Regions from separate parts of the Mus musculus genome. Here regions 2 and 3 are each linked to region 1. Evidence: chromatin contacts called from public HiCAR-type and promoter capture Hi-C data. All regions are on one chromosome and are shown on one strand. Each heading gives the region's core, a stretch centred on a gene start, on an enhancer-like site or on the middle of the called end of the contact. The rest is flanking DNA. Distances are from core to core; before and after follow the strand shown. Region 1 holds the start of Kpna1 (karyopherin (importin) alpha 1). Region 2 holds the start of Ildr1 (immunoglobulin-like domain containing receptor 1). Region 3 holds the start of Slc15a2 (solute carrier family 15 (H+/peptide transporter), member 2).

The links. Promoter capture Hi-C pulls out the DNA fragments that hold promoters and counts their contacts. HiCAR-type assays count read pairs that join an accessible place to other places.
Region 2: a contact with region 1 is called in a promoter capture Hi-C map of embryonic stem cells, with 2.9 times the contacts expected there. The contact joins the promoter of Ildr1 here to the promoter of Kpna1 in region 1. A contact is called at or near these places in 2 of 39 promoter capture datasets (embryonic stem cells and hippocampal neurons) and 3 of 115 datasets of contacts at active chromatin or transcription factors (effector CD8 T cells, embryonic stem cells and memory CD8 T cells).
Region 3: a contact with region 1 is called in a HiCAR-type map of astrocytes, with 2.3 times the contacts expected there. The contact joins the promoter of Slc15a2 here to the promoter of Kpna1 in region 1. A contact is called at or near these places in 6 of 39 promoter capture datasets (the 3T3-L1 cell line, cranial neural crest, embryonic stem cells and 3 more) and 5 of 115 datasets of contacts at active chromatin or transcription factors (astrocytes, cardiomyocytes, extraembryonic endoderm stem cells and 2 more).

Annotation. Positions count from the first base shown.
Region 1 is chr16:35,981,922-35,985,668 of GRCm38.p6, forward strand. It overlaps Kpna1 (karyopherin (importin) alpha 1), which reads left to right and starts at 1,442. Exons shown (of 14, transcript NM_008465.5): 1 at 1,442-1,587. Gm15564 (a long non-coding RNA gene) reads right to left here and starts at 1,408. Exons shown (of 2, transcript XR_001781900.2): 1 at 1,131-1,408.
Region 2 is chr16:36,692,036-36,695,892 of GRCm38.p6, forward strand. It overlaps Ildr1 (immunoglobulin-like domain containing receptor 1), which reads left to right and starts at 1,943. Exons shown (of 8, transcript NM_001285788.1): 1 at 1,943-2,179. The coding sequence starts at 2,125.
Region 3 is chr16:36,782,272-36,786,229 of GRCm38.p6, forward strand. Slc15a2 (solute carrier family 15 (H+/peptide transporter), member 2) reads right to left here and starts at 2,691. Exons shown (of 22, transcript NM_021301.3): 1 at 2,384-2,691; 2 at 1-88. The coding sequence starts at 2,521.

The DNA of each region.
Region 1 (3,747 bases), core at 192-2,691:
GGTCCCCTAATCATCCTTTTGCTTTTGCTCACTTTTGGACCTTGCATTCTTAATAAGTTAGTGGCTTTTGTAAAAGACAGGGTTAGTGTTGTACAGGTAATGGTGCTCCGACAACAGTACCTGACTTTGCCGAAAGAAGAAGAGGGGTCGCTCTAAGATTAGAGCTACTCACAAGAAGAAGTGGGGAAATGAAGAGTAAAAAAATAAAATAATGACTGCCCTGAGAACATGGGCCCCCGCCCCCGGCCAGATGGCCTAATTCCCTGGAACTCTTGGGAAAAACAACCACAAAATGTTTCAATGTCCCAGGTGCCTTGAAGTAAATATCCGCCCCTAGACTTCCCCTGTTTCCTCTCCCATCCTCCCCCTAGGTTCTGGTTTTTACCTTTATAAACCTGCTGGAAAATAGGGTTGGGGTCAGACTCCTCTACCCCTGCGTGGTGTATGGGTCTCGACCTCAGCATGCTGGTTTGTGTGCCATTAAAAACCTCGTGTGTTTGCAGCAAGCGTGACTGTGGCTTTCTGGGCTCGCGATCCCTGAGACTTGAGTGAGGGTCTCCCTTCGGGGGTTCTACAGATTCATGTCCGGTGCTCCTCAGTATTCCTTTTAAACTGACTTGTTAAACCGTGTCCTGTGGTTGTGATTTTCCTGTGACCTCTACTTGCTGTCTTAAAGTGTTCCTTTGAAGCCACCGCTCTACTCCCCAGAAAGAAAAAAAAATTCTATCATGTAACGGTTAAGTCATTTCCCTAAATATTTTGTTTTAGCGTGCCTTCTCATAGCAACGCAAATATTTTCGCTGGAAATTGCCGTTTTTGAGATAGGGGTCTTTCTACGTAGTAATGCTGGTCTAGAATTCGCCATTCTCCTGCCTCAGACTTCCTAGAGCTGAAAATACAGGCGTGCGTTACCGTCATGCTAGGCTCAAAAAGCGATTTAATGTTATATGATACTAATAAATTACCGGGTAAGATGGGTGAGAACTGAAGAGAATACCCAGAAAGTTCCTGCAAACGGGTTGCATGTGAATTCTTTGAACGTGAGACACTGACGTATTTTGTAATACTCCCTCAGCCTCCAACCATGCCATCATTCATCCAATAAGCATGCTCGGCTGTGAGGTACCTACCATGTGAGAGGGAAGCTATATTGATGTGAGGGGGAATCCGTCCATTCTGGAAGAGCTTAGTAAGGACAAGTTTGTTTCCATAACTTCTATATGTCTGCGCTTTTACTGACTGCCAACCTGGTCCGCAGAGACCCACGCCCTGGCCGCCGCCTTTTCCCTGGCCGCCGCTAGCCTAGGGCGTCCACGCTCGGAGACTCCGCTTCCCGGCAGCCCCTGCGGCAGGCGGCGGAGAAGCGCACGCAGGCGCGCCGGCCGGCCCCCGCACGCAGGCGCAGTGCGCACGCCGGCTGAGCTGGGTCTCGCGGCTCTGTGAGCGGCAGCGGAGAGCGAGGCCTGGTGAGCGCCGCCGTGGTGCGCGCCGGCTGGTCAAGGTTGTGCGCAGAAGAGGCGCAGCGGGCGGGCCAAGAGCGAGCGTCTCCCTCTTCGTAGTGGCACCGGGACCGGTCGCCTGGAGCCGGTGAGTGGGGGCACCTCGCGGCCCCTCCCCCTCGGCGGGCGGCTCTGGGTCCCCCTCCGCGGACCCGAGGGAGGCCCCGGGGCGAAGGCGGACGCGGGCGGAAGCCGGAGCTGGCTCGGGCGCGCCGGGGACCGGACCCTCGCGTCGCTCCGGTGCGTCACGGGCCCGGCGGTCCTAACGGCCGCGCGGCGGCGGAGCGGGGTGGGGGTGGGGAACGCTGGTGCTCGCCGTGAGGAACGCCGGTCGGGGCGGGGCGGCGCGGCGCGGCGCGGCGGTGGAAGCGGCGTCGGGGACTGCGGGGCGCCGGGCGGCGGCGCGGAGTCTGCGCGCCGCGCTAGCTTGAGGGCGGGGGCGGGCGGCGCGGAGTGCGGTGGCTGAGGCCGAGGCGTGCGGGGCCGATCGGGGAGTTGGCAGGTTACCACCGGGGCCGGTGTTTGGAGGGAGGTGGGGGTGGAGACGGGAGGCTTGCAGTTTACAGATGTCATAACTACGCGGGCCTGGAGCTGCTGACGGGGGTGTGGTAATTATAGCAATGACAAGTTGGTCGGCTGTGTGAGCCGGCGATGCGAGGGAAACCGCCAAGCCTTAGCTGAGGCTCGCATTGGGAGCAGAAAACTGGAGGGTGACTGGGATCAGGGACATCGGCAAGAAAGAATGTGTGGGTTGAATGCAGCTGCTTCCAAACCACTTTTCAATGAAAAGTTTCACATGAATTGATTTTAAGGCTTAAACTTCGGCTTGGTAAATTACTATAGGAATCAGCCACCGAGAAATGCTTTTGAGATATTAAACACTATTGTCTGGCCTTTTCCCTCTTAAAAGAGTTCCGTCAAACACCTCCTTCCTCCTCCTCCTCCTCCTCCTCTTTTTTTTGTGTTTTTGTTTTTGTTTTTTTTCGAGACAGGGTTTCTCTGTGTAGCCCTGGCTGTCCTGGAACTCACTCTGTAGACCAGGCTGTCCTGGAACTCACTCTGTAGACCAGGCTGTCTTGGAACTCAGAAATTCACCTGCCTCTGCCTCCCAAGTGCTGGGATTAAAGGCGTGCGCCACCACTGCCCAGCCTGTTTTTTTTTGAGGTTGGGTTTTGTTTGGTAGGCTGGCTTTGAGCTTCTTATCCTGCCCTGGCCTTCGGGGTGGCAGGATTTCAGAGTCACACAGAAACTACACAGTCAGTTCAAAATTTCCATCAGTCTAGATATCAAAGTAGGTACTAACTAGTCCCAACCTTCTTGCCTGTAGGTTGCCTTTTCTTTGTTTTTGAGACAAGTCTCACTATTTAGTCATGGCTGGCCTAGCATTACATTGGTTGTCTTGAACTCAAAACACTCCTGCCTCAGCCTCTCAAGTGTTTGGGGTTACAGCATGCCTGCACGTGCGGGTGTTAGTATAAATTTGTATTCATGATGTGTACAACATTTACTTATTTATATACTTACTTTTAGATAGGGTCTCATTACATAGCTCTGGAATTCTTACATAGACCAGGCTGCCACTGAACTCAGAGATCCACCTGCCTCTGCTCTTGGAATTCTGAAATTAAAGACGTGTGTTGTCACACCTGACCTCCTTTCTCCATTTTAAAGGCTGAAAGGTCTAAATTTTGAAAGGAACTTGAGAATGGTTTAGCTTTTTAGTTTTGCTGAAATAACTTATTCTTGGCGGATTATCGTTTATGTGATATACAATTTTAAGATGGAGGCCTGAGAAGAAGTAAAGAAATAAAAGCAAATTTACAGCAACTTTGAAGCAGATATTAGCTTTTCCTAGCATAAATGAAAGCACGGAAGAACACAGTATTAGTTTTAAAAATAGCTTGTTTTGGGCTGGTGAGATGGGTCAGTGGGTAAGAGCACTGACTGCTCTTCCAAAGGCCTTGAGTTCAAATCTCAGCAACCACATGGTGGTTCACAACCACCTGTAATGAGGTCTGACACCGGTGCCTTTCTGGTGCGTCTGAAGTCAGCTACAGTGTACTTATGTATAGTAACAAATATTTTTAAAAAAAAGAATAGCTTGTTTCTTATAAATATTTTATTTCCTTTTTAAGTGTGTGAATGTTTGTAAGTGCATCATGATGGTGCCTGGTGCTTGCAGAGGCCATATGAGGGTGTTAGAGTCTCTAAAAGTGGAGTTGAAGATGGTTTGAGTTTGGGTACCAGG
Region 2 (3,857 bases), core at 693-3,192, 710 kb after region 1:
TTAAAAATAAGTGCTGCAGTGTTAAATATGGAAGGATATGCACAGTGTCCGGGAAGCACACAGATTTCAGAATGCTTTATGAACAAAGTTTCAAGATGATGCTTATAACTGATGAGCTCACAGCTCAGACCTCGGTCGTGAGGCCACAGCTCAGTCAGCCCCACTCCCACTTATTACTATCTGTTAAACCCTGAGGAAAGAAAATGGAGAAATGCTTGCTTAGATGAGCACTAAAATGTCCTTCTACCAAAGTAAGGCCTGAGAGGTTTAGGAGGTAGGTGAGCTAAGAGGAGAACTAGAGTACTTTAGACTGGGGTTGAAAATTACTGAGGACAGTGCCAAAACCCAGAAGCCACACAATCCCTAAATCCCTTCCTGTCACAGACATCTGACATGACTAGTGTTCCTAGGAACATATGCAGGGTCTCTGGAGAGTATGGAACAAGACCCCCACACCCCCCCCCACACACCCTGCAAAGTAATGCCTCCTCCTGCTGCCATGATGTTTTCTACCCTGAAAGAGCCAGAGTGGCTCCTACACACTCTTCATAACCTGCCTTTGGCCACATACTTCCTGAATTTACTTCCTATTTTCTGGAAGTAAAGAGACTATAGGAAAAATATTTAAAGTGAAGAGGCCCATTGAGGGGACCAGAGGACTAACCCAGAAGCGTGTGTGTGTGTGTGTGTGTGTGTGTGTGTGTGTGTGTGTGTGTGTGTGTGTTTCTACAGATCTAGGACAAGCCTGCTTCATTGGCTAGGAAGGGGATAGAGAACACTAGCAGCAACAGTGAAGAGAGTGTCCTTGAAAGCCTAGCAAGACAAGAGAGGTAGGTGCTCTTGAGAAATAATAGCTGCATCCTGTTCAGTGACCAGGGTGGAGGCCTCCTGAGCTCTGTTTAATAGCACTTTATAATGCTATTCTTGAAGCAGGTGATGGGCAGGGGAGGCTGGAGGTGGGAGAGGTGAAAGGAGGAACAATCTTCTTACAGGAGAATATAGCAGACAATGAAAATCCCTATAAGGAAAGAGTGTGTAAACTGCCTTGCTATCTATTTACATTGCCCAGAATATGCGTGACTTTCCAAGTTAATGTCTTGATTGGTTTGATAAGGCCACTTTGCCTTTCTCCCCTTTCTTTTAGTAGTTATAAATTCCCATGGCCCTACTCACTTCCTGCCAAGGAACACTAAAGACTGGGTATGGTGGCTAAGAGAACTAGTTGTCCTCACTGGGTCAAAGGTCTAAACCTTGGTCTTGAGCTATCTGAGATCTGTGCATGGTTGCTGAGCTACGAGGAAAGATGGGTGGAAAACCTAAGGAAAAAATACATCACCACTAACCGAATCTATGTACAGTGAGAGAGGGTCTTTCTTTCTCCATTACACTTTCCCTATTTTCCTGTGAGCATGTGTTCATTTTATAAGCGTGGAAAAATAAATTTGCGGTCTCTGGTTCCTGCTCTACTTTTTAGAATCTTTAGTTTGAATAAAGAAAGACAAGAAGACATTAGGTATAAACATCAGAAGTGTACAGAAGTGTATTTTCAGTGTGTGTGTGTGTGTGTGTGTGTGTGTGTGTGTGTGTGTGTGTGTGTGAAAGGGAGGGGGAGAGAGAGAGAGAGAGAGACAGAGGGGGAGGGAGAGAGAGACAGAGAGACAGAGAGAGACAGAGAGACAGAGAGGTGCATCAACGAGAAATACTACTCCCTAAGAAGTTGCAGCCACGTAATTCTAGAACCAGGAAAGAATTGCAAGGGGTGAGGGTGACTTAGAAATTAGGGGAGCCAGTGACAAGTTCCTCCGCGCGCGCAGACGGAGACGGCTAGAGGCTCTGTTTCCTGCGGAGATGGGTCACCTGGCAGCCTGTGACAGGTAGGGCGGAGGCTTGCGGTCCCCAAGCCGGGGCGGAGCAGGAAACCGAGACAGCCCTGGGCTGGGGCGGAGCTCAGAGAGCCTCAGGTACCGGTGGGCTGGGCCGTACCTGTGGGGGCCAGAGGGGACGCTCCCGTCGCATAGTTCGACCTACGGGCTCCTCGGAGATGCGTGTCCTGGCCGGCGGCTGATGAAGAAAGACTCGCCTCTCCGGGGCCCTTGAGCCTCTGTAGCCAGCGAGGGGGCCAGCATGGGCTGCGGATTGCTCGCTGCTGGCCTGCTCCTCTTCACCTGGCTCCCAGCAGGTGAGCCCTGAAAAAAGGGGGAGTCCCATCCGGGGCCACACGAGACAGGAAGCCATTTGCCTGGCCCTGCAGAGCCGGCCACCCGCGGGGCGGTGCACTTGGGTAGCTCCTGGCACCGGGAGGTGCAGGGGCCGGATCGAGAGTCGGCCAGTGGGAACCTGTTGTTTTCTTCCTTTATTAGCCCAGGGCCTTCGGAAACATGCAATCAAAAAGAAACCCCAGCCTTTGGATTTACGCCCCAACAGGTGTTGTTAGATGCTTGATGCCTAAAACCGAATCTATACAGGCGAAATCACCATTCTTCAACTTCTTAATACCCCTTTCCCTGTCCTTTACCCCGTGTCAAACTTGCTTTCAGAGTGTAGATGCGACGACAACCATTTTGGCCCAGAGTACATTTATTCTTTCCTGACAAGTTAGATTGCGTCGGTAGTGTATGAAGGAGTGTTGGGCATAAATTTGAGTCTCTTACAGGCCATCCGCTAGTACCTGTCATTTGATATTTTCCTCCTTTTTGCGTCCACCTCCTCTTTATCAGCCCGTCCGGCTGCCCTGCACCTTTCTTTCTACCTCCACACTAAGGGTCTCACTCAGAATCTGAATGTCTTAAGGTACCTCTTGGAAACAGGGCAAAAGGTCTTGTCTGTGAGTGAGGCCGAATAGGAAAGGAGAGAGAAGGGAAGGCTCTCTGGGCTCTGTTCACATTAGCCTGTAGCTGTGACTCTGCAAACAAGAATTTTCATTTCCTTTGGACGGTCCACCCAGTTTTATTCCGACTCACTTCCCACTTGCTCCCCTTTGGGAATATCAGTTTGCTCGCCGACCAATTGGAAGCTTCAATGGTTCGTCCAGGCAGATGTAATATGAAAATGGAGGCAGAATGCCCTTTCTATGAGCTAGAGAGTTGCTCAGATGTAATCAAATCTCACGGAAACTAGAGTCTACCAGAGCTTAATGTTGGGAATAAAAGGAGGGAGGGTTGCAAAAGGGTAGGGAACCGAGAAAAGGCAGCATTCCTGTGGCAGGCTGGCTTTCAACTTGTTTGGCCAGACGGAGGCTTTATAAGATGTCTAAAGCTAACAACTAGATGCTGAACGTACACAGTGGACAGGAAGCATGTGTAGCCTCGTTAGGCTTTAGGTACTCAAACACCACCAGAATAGTTAACCAACTTAGACCCTAAGTGCAAATTTGTAAGAATTCTGGAGTTATCTACAGTCTTTTCTCCAGTATGTTGAATTTTTCTTCTCCAAGTCTGTGGCAGCTGGGGACAAAATTCCTGTTTGAGCTGCCTTAGGAAAATAGAGGTCTGCTTCCATCAGCCCCTGACATCATGTTTCCCAACCTGGGTCTTCTGATGGAGCAGTCAGTCTTCTAGACAGAACAAGAATGCCTGCAGATGAAGAACCTGTCAGGGTATAAACCCTGGTGCCCTAAATATTTTAAACTGCCCAGTTTTTTTGTTTTTGTTTGTTTGAACATTTTCAATGGGCATTAAAAAAATACAGCCACTATAGCCAAATATATACTAGAGTATCCAACACACTAACTGTAAAAAGCATGGCTCCAAGTCTCTGAGCCAGCCACATGATGTTAGTCGCTAGGCCCTTGAGACACGACAATATTACAGGGTGTGGTGCTAGCCTGGTCTTCCCTAAGTGGAAGTTGGTCGGTGTTT
Region 3 (3,958 bases), core at 1,441-3,940, 800 kb after region 1:
CTTTCATGCCATAATAGGAAAATCGCTCGCAGAATTCGTTCACCACAATGAAGGCGATGCTGAGTGGGTAGCTAGAGCCGAAGAGCTTCTATTCAACGAAAAAGCAAACGTAGGCGCATGAGCACTTTCCCCATTTAAACTACATGGTTACTTTACAACTAAAATATATCTTCAAATGTACGTATACGAAGAAGCCCAACCTCCCACTAAACTCCACCTCCCGCTAAGCTCCACCTCCCGCTAAGCACCACCTCCTGCTAAGCTCCACCTCCTGCTAAGCTCCACCTGCTAAAATTTCTGCTGGCTCCCAATAGCATCTCCATGGGGACCAAACCTTTAACATAGTTAGTCTCATTTTGCCCAGGCTGGCCTCTGCTTTAAGATCTTCCTGCCTTGGGCTCCCAAAGAGCTCAGGTTGCTGGTGAACCCCACTATGTCCGGATAAACTCATCCCTAAATTGTTGTCATCAGTTATCACAAAGCAGTGGTCTCTTCATAGTGTTGTCATACGTTGTCATATGTAGTGGTCTCTTCATACGTTCTCATGCTAATCATGCTTATATTACTGGTGTGGGGGGTAAAAAGTTCAAATCTTACTTCATCCATTATTAATATGGGACGAGCCAGACATTCCTTGATCAGAACACGCTCACCTCCCCACAGTATCTTAATAAAAGCCTATGGCTCTAGGCAAGAGGATGATCATAATTATTGCTAAGAATAAATTGAAAAGATAGCCTCAGGAGCACGTGATATCCAGGCAGTCAGAGCCAGATGTCACACTCTCATTTAGCTCTACTACAGGGACTGGCTGGTCCCATCTGCCATGGTCACCATTCTGGGGGAAATCTTGACAATCTGATGACTTCTCTTTCATGGTTTGCAAGACCCAGGCATAGAGTTCAAAGTGGTGGCCAGGCACTCCTAAATATAAGCCGATTGGTCACCTTAACTCTGGGAAGAAAATTCTGAAATCCTATGAAATTAAGTGTCCACCTTTCCTACTAGTATGCTTACGTAATGTTTCCTTTTAAATTGTATTTGTATTTATGTACATATGTGTTTGTATATGTGAGAGCCTAAGTATGTGGGTACCTGCAGAGACCAGAAAAAGATGTTGGATCTCCTAGAGCTGGAGTTATAGGTTGTTGTGAGCTGTCTGACTTGGGAACCAGGAGCCAAACTCTGGTCTTTTGAAAGAACAGCAAGTGCTCTCAACTGCTGAGCCATCTCTCCAGCAACAAGGTTTTCATTTTCAAGCTGTACATAAGAGTAACTGTGCTATTTCATGCATTATGTAAAATAGTAAATATCACATTTTATTTTAAATCTCTTTCTACACAATAGCGCCACTAACGTGGAAAGGGGACAAAGATCATCTATCCTTTGAGACATTCAAACATTAACATGAGATTTATATTACCTCTTATTTCACAGGTATGTACCTCTCTAACCACCCTTAACAAGATATGATAAACTATATATAAAAAACTTAGTCTGCCTTTTACCCATGTGGATATGAATAAATCACCTTTCTATATACATGTTACTGCATGATAACAACTTGATTGAAAGATGCACTGAGTTGAAATTATTACCTTTGCAGCTCTCATCCTGAGAACTATGTAACATAGAGTTTATTTAACATTAGCGGCATACACTCTCACTGATTGGATTAACATGCAATCCTTACTGAAGTGACACCAGTACTCCGCTCTGTGTTTCATTTCTGTTACTTCAAGGAAATCAGAATCATACTGACCTCATGGTTGATACTAAGAACTCAGCAAATAATTGGTTATTATTACTGTAGCCTTTCTACAAAGAGGATTTTAATATGATATGAGAATCGAACAAGGCGATACAATCGGAAGTGCTTTAACGAGTACGAAATACAAAATATTATTCTTTGTTCCTCTATCCAACCTCCCACTTTAAAGTAGGGACACTTAGTAACAGAGAGTGGGTCTATTCTAAAGCTTTTTTGGTGTCCAAAAAAAGAAGGCTCTGCACACAAGGGAAACTAAAGGCTGAGTTTTGGTATTGGTAAGGAAAGAACAATCACACACAGTTCTCCAGACAGGAATGCTTGCCAAGTCTCCCTGGACATTCAAAGTGCTTTTTCTCCCCCAGGGAATATGCAATGAAACAGAGCAAAACTCTGGGGCCCAACTGAAAAAAAAAATCTGGCTAACCCACCCTGTTGCTTCCTTCCCAAAACAGAAGAGTCTAGAATTAATTTTCAGGTGAATTCTAATTCCATGAAAGCAGTAGTTTTTCTGCTCTAATACAGTTCAGCACAAAGTTCCAACAGCCAACGAGAAACTTCAAAAGACTTCCGTATGCTATTACTGTCAGAGACAAACCGAACTTTGGGACTCACCGGAGTTGACTTCTTTGGAGGGCTTGGAGGTCCAGGCAGCATCTCTTCAGTAGAGACAGGTGAAAAGAGCGTTTCCTTGGACTCATTTTTCTGGAAAGGATTCATGGCTGGCTCCTTACTCTCTCTCTCCTCAAGCATTTGGCTTCAGTAGGCAGCTAGGACTGCTGCCAGCCTACAGTGAAAAGGGGGACTAGGGGGAGGAGGGATAGCTACAGCAAATAGGTTTAACCCTGTGGGTGTCAGTTTCAGTGGCTGCCTGCCTTAGAGCAGAACTTGAAGCTATAGGAAAAGAGAGGGGCTGCACGCTGATTGTGCCAAAGGTAAGGCATGGGGAAGTAAGAACAACACGTCACAAGTCACGAGATGAGAAGAAACAGTGCTAGAGAATCGATTAGGGTTATCTGTTTGAGAAAAATACCTCTGCAAATGAGGACTAGATAGTACTCAAGAATGCAGCATCTTGGCTAGGCATACAGCTCAGTGGTAGAACATTATGCCCTGCAGGTCCTGAATCTGATTTCTAATGGCATGTGGGGGTGGGGGCGGGAAGAATACAACAGTGTAAACACAGAAGGCTGATTTCAGATTAATAATATCTGCCATTATTGGGCACTTATTATGTGCCATGTTAATGTATATGCGTTATTCATATATGTATGCATGCATACCTTTGGTTTTCATACATTTTACTGCTATCTTTATTATACCACAATTATTGTTCCAAGAAATCAGGAAACTTATCTAAAAATCACAGGGCCAGTAAAGTGGCAGATCTGGAATTTTCACTATGCAGAAACAGATAGGAAAAGCAGAGACAGGTATCAGCAGTCAGTCGTGCAGGTATGGAAGCCACAGAAGTGGAAACGCAGGGAGGCTAGGAAGTCAAAATGCTGTGAACAAGAAGGAAAGTCATCACAGAACTGAATCTGAGAATAAGAATGATCCGGGCTTAGGTTTTCAACATCATAGCATTCAGCTAGAAAATCCTGTAAGTAAAAAATACAAGGTTAAAGAAAATGACAGGGAAAAGAAGAGTTGGTAATGGCCCTTGCTAAAGTCGCTTTCTGTATTTTCAATTTATCTCTTCAAAAATCAGTTCATTCATTCATTAAGAAATAAAATTTAACATGTGCAAAAAATTATGAACCAGTTGCTTTCTAGGTATTATTGCAAGCATTAAATGTTCTTAACTTTCAGTGGATTTTATTCCGACGCTAGAATACTATACTCAGTCCCTTGTCAGACAAGCAATTGGAATACACATTGTGACAATAGATACATTATACCCTACATTGAATTGAATGTATATAAAATTGAAAGTGTAGTACTATATATCACTGATGTAAAAGCATTGGCTTTCACTGTGACATTTCCACACATGCGCGTCACGCGGTCTGAATGAACACAGTCTCCTTGCATTTCCTTCTTTCTCCCCTTGGTGTGTTACTTTTGCTAATCCAAAGAGGTAAGAGAAGCACAAAAGAAAGGGGGAGATATTGCCAAAGGCTACAAAGGACATTTTCTGCACCTTGGGGTTACACCCTGAGCACTAACCCACCAAGTCAGGCAATGTCA